Regions from separate parts of the Capra hircus genome. Here region 1 is linked to region 2. The links are chromatin contacts, called in public Hi-C maps. All regions are on one chromosome and are shown on one strand. Each heading gives the region's core, a stretch centred on a gene start, on an enhancer-like site or on the middle of the called end of the contact. The rest is flanking DNA. Distances are from core to core; before and after follow the strand shown.

Region 1 (4,721 bases), core at 157-2,656, 74 kb before region 2:
AGAGTGCTGAGTTTCAGAAACCCAGCACCAGAGGGTGAACTTGCTTGTCTTCCTGGGACAACCGGCAAGAGCCAGGAGCCCTGTGGATGCCACGACTATAGTTGCCTGCACGCAGCGGATGCCTGACATCAGTGCTGGAACGAAAGTGAATGCAAGACTGGAGGGTCCACCAAGACTCAGAACCCAGGACCTCCGCCTCACAGGAATCATATTCCCGTCCTCTGCATCAGCCAAGTCACAGGGTATGGAATCAAGAACAAGGGGTCAGGGCTTCCCTGGTGGCTCAGTGGTAAAGAATCTGCCTGCCAATGCAGGAAACACAGGTTCAATCCCTGATCTGGGAAGATCCTACATGCTTGGGAGCAGCTAAGCCTGGGCGCCACAACGATTGAGCCTGTGCTGTAGAGCCTGGGAGACGCAGCAAGAGAAGCCATTGCAATGAGAAGCCTCTGCACCACAACTAGAGGGCAGCCCCTGCTCACTGCAACCCGAGAAAGAGCCCATGTAGCATGAAGACCCAGCACAACCAAAAATAAATTATAAAAAGACACAAGGGACCAGTCTTAAGTCAACTGACATTTCTCTTGCTTGGAGATGCTACTGAAACACCTGCTGGTAAATACTCAGCCATCTGGGCTCAGGACACAGCTTCTTGCCGGCCCTGGTGTGAGTATCTCAGAGCAGGCTTGGCCCTTGCCAGGAGGAGGCCTTTGGTTCCAGGGAACAAATTCAATGAGAGGTGTGATGCTAGGGTACTTGATTTCGGCTGTAGGTCAAACTGCATCCTTCCAATCAGTCCATCGGTAGGAAAGCTGAGGTTATGATCCTTTATTCCCTCGCTGGTTCTGAATGCAGGAGTGGAAGAAAGGGAATGGTATTTATAGAACTGCCCCCATTTCCCAAATCCTCCACAGGCCTAGGGATGAGTGCTCCCCTGAACAGGGAAGGGACACCAGCGGGGCTGCCCGAGGAGCATCTCTGTGGGCTCAGGGACATTCTCGAGACCTGCGGGGGTCAGGGTCAGGGTCAGGGTCAGGGTTCAATGTCCTTGGGCAAGCAGATTCACAGAGCCTTGGGTTCCTCTGGCCTGTCATCTAGTTGAAGGGCCCCACGTGGCATTTTTACTGCCCAGTAAGAAGAGTGGATTGATCTCTAGGCCCAGAGGTGGAAACAGGCCTCTGGACCCCACAGGAGGTGACCACTACAGAGAGATGATGTGGGCTTAGCATCTCACCCCTCAGAGACTCTCAGAGCTTTACCTCGGGCTGCACCCTCCCTCCAGAGGCCTGGACCCAAGGCTTCACTCATTTTCATTCATCAAGTACCTTCTGAACAGCTACTATGTGCCAGGCACTGCTCCAGGCGCCGGGGCGATGGTGGTGGGCTTCCCTCCCTGGCACGGTGGCTCCCCGTGTTCCCTGCTGCCACCTTGTCCAACCAGCCTTCCCCTGGACCTGGGGTGACTCTGACACAGGCTCCCGACATCAGGGGCCCCAGGAACCACAGACTCCTCTTCCTTCCTCAGCCAGTTCTGCCAACTGGCAGTCAGTCTTCCTCCTGGATATCTCTGGGTTGGTCCCCTCCTCCCCACACTGACCGTCACTGTCAGGTCCAGGCCCCACGTGCTGCTTCCTAGTTGAGCTCCCTCTGGTATTGATCCCCTGGGGTCTCCCCTGTGTTGCAGCCTCCACACTGCCCCCAGTGGTGAGGGACTTCTGTTTAAAAGGTGCATCAGATCATGCCTCACCCCACCCAGGCCCCACCGCTAATACCCTTCTGCCGGGGCTCCCCGTGGCCTTTAGGATAAAGGCTGAGCTGCAGGACATGCCCCTCTGTGATCCAGTCTGGCCAATGGTCTCATCTCTGCCTGTCCCTCCCTCCTCACACCCTATGTTCCAGCAGACACCACATCCCTTGGACACATCCCAATATCCTGTAACTCCACGTCCTTGCATGTCCTGTCCTACCACCTTGCGTGCTCTTCCTCCCTCATTCAAACAGGACACTTCTGGTCATCCTTCAAGATACAGTTCACGTGTCCTCACTCCCCAGAGGTGAGCCGTGGGGTCTCACTCACCTTCCAGTGTCGGGGGTCCTTCCTCTGAGTACAGTAAAATCCTAACATTTTCTTAATATCATCATCTCTGTATCCCTAGGGCCTAATGGCCTTAAGTTGAATAAACGAATAATTGAATGTCTCAGGTGATTCTTTAATTATGTTGTGTATGTGATCCCTGCACCCCGAAGTAGATAGAAGTTTCCCTGAGAGCAGAGCCCTATTTTCAACCCCAGAGAAGTACAGCATTGTGTCAAGAATGTGCTGGGGAGCCAGGCTGCCTGGGTTTAAATCCTGACCCCACCATTTACTAGTGTGTGTCTTGAGCAAGATACTTAGCCTCCTTATGCCTCAGTATCTTCATCTATGAAACAGGGATCATACTCGTTCTGGATCTATTGCTGTGCAACAAACTACTTACAAAATTTAGTGGCACAAAGCAACCACCTTCTTATTGTAGCTCATGATTTTGTCGGTTGCGAATTTGGGCAGGGCTCTGCTGGAAGATTCCTCTGCTCCTTCTAGCACTGACTAGGTCACTTGGTGATAATAGCTGGGGAGTGGTCTGGTCCAGAGGGGCCAAGAAGCCTTTACTCATGCCTGGGCCTTGGCAGGCACAGCGGAAGTCGAGACTCAGCCAGGCCCCCTTGGGCCTCTCTCTATGTCCATATAGTCTCCAGGCTTCTCCAGTAAGGTGGTCTCAGAGTCATCAGGCTTCTTACACGGCAATTCAGGGCTCCCAGACTCCAGGCAGAAGCTGCCAGTTCTCGAAAGTGCTACACACGGAACTAGCATGGTGTCACTTTGGCCTTATTCTATCGCCCAGTCTGAGCTGACTCAGATTCATGGGGAGAGGGCATAGCTTCCACTTCTTGATGGGAAGAGTGTCAAAAAAAGCACAGCCACCTTCAACCTTCCTCGCGACAGTGTTTATATTTCAGAGTTGGTGTGCAGATTAAATGAATTAAAACATATAAAGTGCTCAGGCATGATTGTTCTCAATGTCCTGCTTCCTTAGCATTCTCTCACTGTTCCTAGCCAAGTTCTCAGGAAATATTCCATGTCATAACTCAGTACAGGAGGAGGCGCAGAGAGATTCTAGGTTGGGCTGCATAGAGGGAGCTTCTGGGACCAACCCCTGACCTATACTCTGCCAACCAGGGGTTCACCTGGAATCCCCAGATGCTGAAAACAGAGTTCTGAAGAAGCCCAGGAGAGAACAGAACCAGTGCAAATTCAGCACACAGTGCAAAGATGCCAAAACCCACGGGCCTCCTCGCCATGGGTTTCCCCAAACACATATGTCGCCGATGAGGAAACCAAGCTCAAAAAGGGCTCTGGAGCTTGCCAGGTGCAACCAGCTAGTAAGTGACAAAGCAGACTTCACATCAGAGTCTGCCTGTGTGTTGGTTCTTTCTACTACAGCCACTGGCACAGAGAAAACCGTGGAACATACTCCATCACATCTTCTCAATGACTCACAGGGGTTTGGTCCCACCCCTCAGGCTTCCACCAGAAAGGACCTCACAAGCTCAAACATTATCCCCGGATGGGCTTACAGTCTTACATCATCCACCCAATTTCTCTGGGAATTTCTGCCACACCTGCTGTTCCACTCCTTGATTCCACTTCCTGTTTCTGCAAAGAAACAGCCCCCAACCACTTTTAAAGATACAGATCGTCATGTGAGAATTATAACAAACTACATATAAATATGCACAGCATATCTACACACACACAAAACACATCATGCTTTAGTCTGCAAAATGCTCACACATACATTCCCTCCCAATGGTTCCATGAGGTCGGCAGCACCGTCCCCATTTTATAGACAAGGAAACTGAATGGTGGTGTGCTGCTAATGTTTAACAACCAGCTTTCCAGGGAAAGAAAGCCCCAGTTTTATGACATTTTCCAATTTCCATGATGTAAATGCTCCCACTGCATTGATTTCAAGCACCGAGCTGGGAAGAGATGTGCAGTGTAAACTCTCGCGGGCTGGAATGACCTGGCTCCAGCACCCCACCAAAACCGAGGCTAAGAGACAAGCCCACCTGCAGACAGTCATCAAGAGGCAGAACCATTAAGAGGCCATGAACTCAGATGATCCCACTAGCTCCTCTCCATAGTTGTCCTTATTGAAGCCACCCAACCCCTGTCTATTGGAGAAGGAAATGGCAACCCACTCCAGTGTTCTTGTCTGGAGAATCCCAGGGACGGGGGAGCCTGGTGGGCTACCATCTATGGGGTCACACAGAGTCGGACACGACTGAAGCGACTTAGCAGCAGCAGCAGCAGCAGCAGCAGCAGCAGCAACCACTGTCTGCTACTTTCTTTCCAGCTCTGGCTCTGTGCAGTGAAAATAAAGCACTAGCACCTGGGTATACTCTTAGCTCTGGCCTCATACTCTGAGGGTGGGCTTCCCTGATAGCTCAGTCTCAGCTGGTAAAGAATCCACCTGCAATGCAGGAGACCCTGGTTCGATTCCTGGGTCGGGAAGATCCCCTGGAGAAGGGATAGGCTACCCACTCCAGTATTTCTGGGCTTCCCTTGTGGCTCAGCTGGTAAAGAATTTGCCTGCAATGTGGGACACCTGGGTTTGATCTCTGGGTTGGGAAAATCCCCTGGAGAAGGGAAAGGCTACCCACTCCAGTATTCTGGCCTG
Region 2 (4,371 bases), core at 1,831-4,330:
CACCACCCCCACCCCCCCACCTCTCAGGGGCTTGACTCACTCTCCCCACTTCCTTCAGATCTTGGCTAAACACGGTTTTCTTGGAGCGGCCTTCCCCAACCACCTGCTCCAGAACAGCCCCCCTGGGCTCCCATACCCCTAACCCTGACCTTTTGTCTTTCCTGCTGGGAAGGTCAGCTGCAAGCTGGCAGGGGCTCGGTTTAAGGCCGCCCCCCCGCCACCCCCCCGCCCGGGCATCTAATGTAGATACTACTTGTGGAATGAACACTGAATGAATAGAGGAAGAGAAGTGTCTGCATCCAGAGTACTGGGCAGCCTGTCTGCATTTTCCTTCTCCCCAGCCGGTGTTTCCAATAAGAAGCAGACGGAGCTTGCCTGCCAAGATCCTCATACTCCTGTTCCAAGGGGCTGACATCCAAGCCACCCCCTCCGAGCCCGTGGGTGTGGGGTGGGAGGCATTCCCCTAGCTGTCTGGACATCCATCTCCTGCCAGCGAGGAGGAGGGGGCTTTGGGAGCCGGGTGGAAAGCTGAGCTCAGCTAAAGACTTGGAAGCCAGCCCTGAGTGGTCGGCAGGCACTGGGGGTGGCCTGGGGGTGAGGGGTCATAGATGATTGCCCCTCACCATCTTTGGGTACTGTAACACGGGCAGATGTGCAGCTCAGGGGCTGACAGAGGATGCACGGGTGAGACTGAGAACTGTCTTCTAGTATTTGAGTGAAGAAGGATTGGGCCCCTCTGAACAGGGTTTCTAATGGTACAAGTTAGAAGGAGGCAGACTTTCTTTGATATCTATTGGAAAGACTACCACAGTGGTGGTTAAGTTCCCCATCACTGGAGGTATGCAAGCACCTTTCAGGAATATTGTCAATGGGATTCCTGTACTGGGTGCAAGGTTAAATGAGATACTATCTCAGAACTCTTCCAACTCCAAAGATCCTCTTAAATAAAGCAACTTTTTTTTTTTTAGCAACAAACCAATATTCAATTACTATTTATGATGGATGGGCCCCACACAGTTTAAAGTAAGCTTGCACTGGTGTGTTAATCCTTGGTTGCCTGTGGATAGCTACTTAAATAGTAACTTATCCAATCCTCATAACAATCTTAAGAAGCAGGTGTTATTATTACCCCCATTTTACAGATGAGGCCAAGGCCATCCCATCCTAGTTAAGCAATTGGGAAACAGAGGTTATCAACAAATAATAGCAGTAATAATAATAACTATTAAAAGTTTGCCCTCCGCCCCAGGTGCAAAACTTCTTATGCATTATCTCATTTAACCCTCAAAACAACTCTGAAGGGTAGTTATTATCACTTATCTTCATTTTCTAGGTAAGTGAAGGAAATGGCAACCCCTTGGCCTGGAAAATCTCATGTATAGCAGAGCCTGGAGGGCTGCAGTTCATGGGGTCCCAAAGAGTCGGGCACGACTAAGCGATTAACACTTATTAACACTAACACTAATGAGGCACAGAGAGGTTAAGTATTAATAACTGACCCTGTAATAAACAGAGAAAGGCAAGAGGAAATGGGTAAGGAGAGGTCAACCTGGGACAATTATGGGAAGTCACATAGTTCGGGACCCTGACCCCTCACCTCCCCTTCCTCCCTGGGAATCTCCTCCTAGGTCCACCCATCAGTATTGGGTGTGGTAGATATTTGATTCTTGGGGGGGCGCCCTCCCCAACAAAATTTCCAGTTCCTCCAGCGGATGACATTTGTCTTTCCACTTCCAAGGGAAAGGATCCAGGCTGGGACGGAAATGGGGGAGGGGGAGGAGGGGAGGCATTCGGATCTAGTGCTCTCAGGTCCCTCTGAGACACCCCTCCCACTAGCCTAGGGCCAGTTACCTCCAGCTGCTCCCCAGTTCGGGGCTGCCGGAGAACAGCCCGTCGCTTTGTTTTAACACTGGGGAAAACTGAGGCCCGCGGAGCTGAGGTCACAGAGCTAAGCCAGGCAGCAACTGAGTGTCCATCACAGAAGTAGCTCGAGCCTGGCTTCCCCCATGGCGCCCACCATCCTTAATTCCCAGAAAGGTCTAAGAGGTTTGCCCAGTAATCTGCCTCTGAACAGGAACCTCTTCATCCCACTGAAGCTTTCCCTGGGCGCCTGCTGGGCTGGGCTGATCGAAAGAATCTACTTCGGAGCGCAGCCCTGAGCAATGTCCAGAAGTCCGAGGGTGCGAGATGGGGGTGGGGGACAGGAAACCAGACGCTGGAGACCCCTCCCGAAAGCCCGTTCCCAAACCGGTTTGGCTTCACGCATTCCAAGCAGTGCCTCCTCCCTTCCGTAGGGGATTCCTAAGGCCACGCGCAGTTCGTGCGCCCTGGACCCTCCCCAAGCCCCAGGCTTCGCAAAGGCCGGTCCGAAGGTCACCACTGTCCGGGAATCCAAAAGAGGGGTGGGGGAGGGGATCCCGGTGGGTCCTCGGTCTTGGCGGGCGGGTGGGCTACAGGCCGCGGGCGTGTCCAAACTTACGGGGACTCGGGTCCTCGGCCCCACGCGCGGCCGAGCGCCAGCACTCGAGGACGCGCGCGGGACACAGGCGAAGCGGCGGGCGCGAGAGGCTAGAGGGGCCCGGCCCGCGGTGATCGCATCTGAAGTTCAGGCGAGACCAGAACCCGGGGAGGGGGCCGCGATCGCACAGCCCCTCCGCTTCGGCTCTGACAGATAGAGACGACCCTCAGATACCCACCAACCTAGCCCCGGACGTGCCAGCCGGTTTTCCGGCGAGCGACATGTGGGTTTAAAAGTTTCGCCAAGTCTTGGGTCCTGAAGAGGCACCAGGGCCGCCCCCTTCCGCGCAGTACCGGGGGGACCGGCCCGAGCCGTGGCCAGGGGTTCGGTCTCAGTCCAACACCCCGAAGTCCTGCGGCAGGGCTACTCCGGAGCTCCGAGCGCTCTCGGGGGCGGGAGGGACGCGGAACGAGAGGGGCCCGCGGACACCGAGGGAGAAGGGGGCGCCGCGGCTCCGCACTTACCCCACGGGGTCCGCGCGCTCGGGCGCCCCGGCTCGTCGGATCATGCCGCCGTCAGCTCCGGGACCGTGAAGGCAAGGGCTCAGGCGCCGGGCGGCGCGGGCCGCGGGGGCCCGGGCGCCCGCATGCCCCTGGCGCTGCTGCCCTGGGGAAGGGCCCGGGCGGGCACCGCCGCCAGCCCCGCGCCGAGTCGGGAAGCCACCGCCGCAGCCGCCGCCGCGCTCTGGGGCCCTCGCTCCCTCCACTTCCTGTATCGGAGCGAGCGGGGCTTTCAGGAAGAGGCTGGCCTTGGTGGTCAAGGGTTTTTTTTTTTTGTCAAAAGCCTTTCGGCAGCGACTCGCGGCCCGGAGCCCCCCACCCCCACCCCCGGGGGCCCTCGGAAGCCCCTGCAGCCGCGCCCCCTGGGCTGGGCTGGGCCGGGCCTGGCGGCGGTGGCGTCGGGTCGAAGCAACCAGCCGCGGGGTGCCGCCTGCGCCGCTCCGGCAGCTCCCGGAGACCGGGGAGAAAAACTTGGAGAAAAGTTTGCAGCTTGGTGGAGAGTCCCGTGGGAAGCAAGGCGCTTCCGCTCCGGACCGGCAGGTGGGGAAGCCGAGAGCTCTACGCAGAGCACTCTCGCGCTTTACCTCCTGACCGAAGGAGGCTCAAAATGCCATAGGACAGCTCAGACCAGAGGCAGGGCGCCTCCTCCACGTCTCTGACAGGTGGCCACGCTGCCTTCTCTTGAATGCCTCCATTGACGGTGGACTCACTACCTCACAGGGCCGTCTGTTCTTCCATCAAGCCAGGCATCTAATTCACCTATTCTAGGTATCACGTCTAGATCAGAGCAGAGAGAGAAAGCCAGTCAGTTTACACAAATACAACTACAGCTACTCTAGTGGGACCAGGAGACCTCTCTTCTAAAGGCCTGGGCACTCAAAAATGCCTCCTGAGCCCGGGGTGCCCTCAGAATATCTCACAGTGACTGGTCAGCACTGACCCCTACAGACTGACCTCAGTCTAATGCAGGGTTCCTCAGCCTCTTCACAGTTGATATTTGGGGCCAGATAATGCTTGGTTGTTGGAGCTGTCTTGTGTCTTGTAGGACGGCCTCTGCCCACTGTGCCCGTAGCATCACCCTCTCCTTGTAACAACCCCAAAACGTCTCCAGACATTGTCAGATATCCCTGGTGGCCACAATCATCCCAGTTGAGACCCTCTGGTCTAACATCTTTATTTCACAGATAAGGAAACTGAGACAAAGGAGGTGACTTGCCTGAGGCACATGGCAAGGTAAGGTGTCACAGGGCTGAGGCCCAGGGCTCTGGTGAAAGCATTCGGAGGCGAGGCCTCTTTGCCCTCCCTACCCCTGCTTGCTCATCTGTAGAAGTGACATGTATAAACGGGAGGGGG

Evidence for each region. Hi-C and Micro-C count contacts between places; a contact is called where the count stands out from the background.
Region 1: a Hi-C map of blood shows a contact between it and region 2, with 1.7 times the contacts expected there. The contact joins the enhancer-like site here to the promoter of RIN3 in region 2. A contact is called at or near these places in 2 of 5 Hi-C or Micro-C datasets (both in blood).

Annotation. Positions count from the first base shown.
Region 1 is chr21:56,771,741-56,776,461 of ARS1.2, reverse strand. The region is part of intron 3 of RIN3 (ras and Rab interactor 3); the gene reads right to left. Among named protein-coding and RNA genes, the nearest start is that of RIN3, 73 kb to the right of the region's middle. Within about 2 kb of position 1,406, at least 1 of the 5 cell types and tissues checked has an H3K27ac peak or open chromatin away from gene starts, as enhancers often do.
Region 2 is chr21:56,700,081-56,704,451 of ARS1.2, reverse strand. RIN3 (ras and Rab interactor 3) reads right to left here and starts at 3,080. Exons shown (of 10, transcript XM_018066144.1): 1 at 2,983-3,080. The coding sequence starts at 3,026.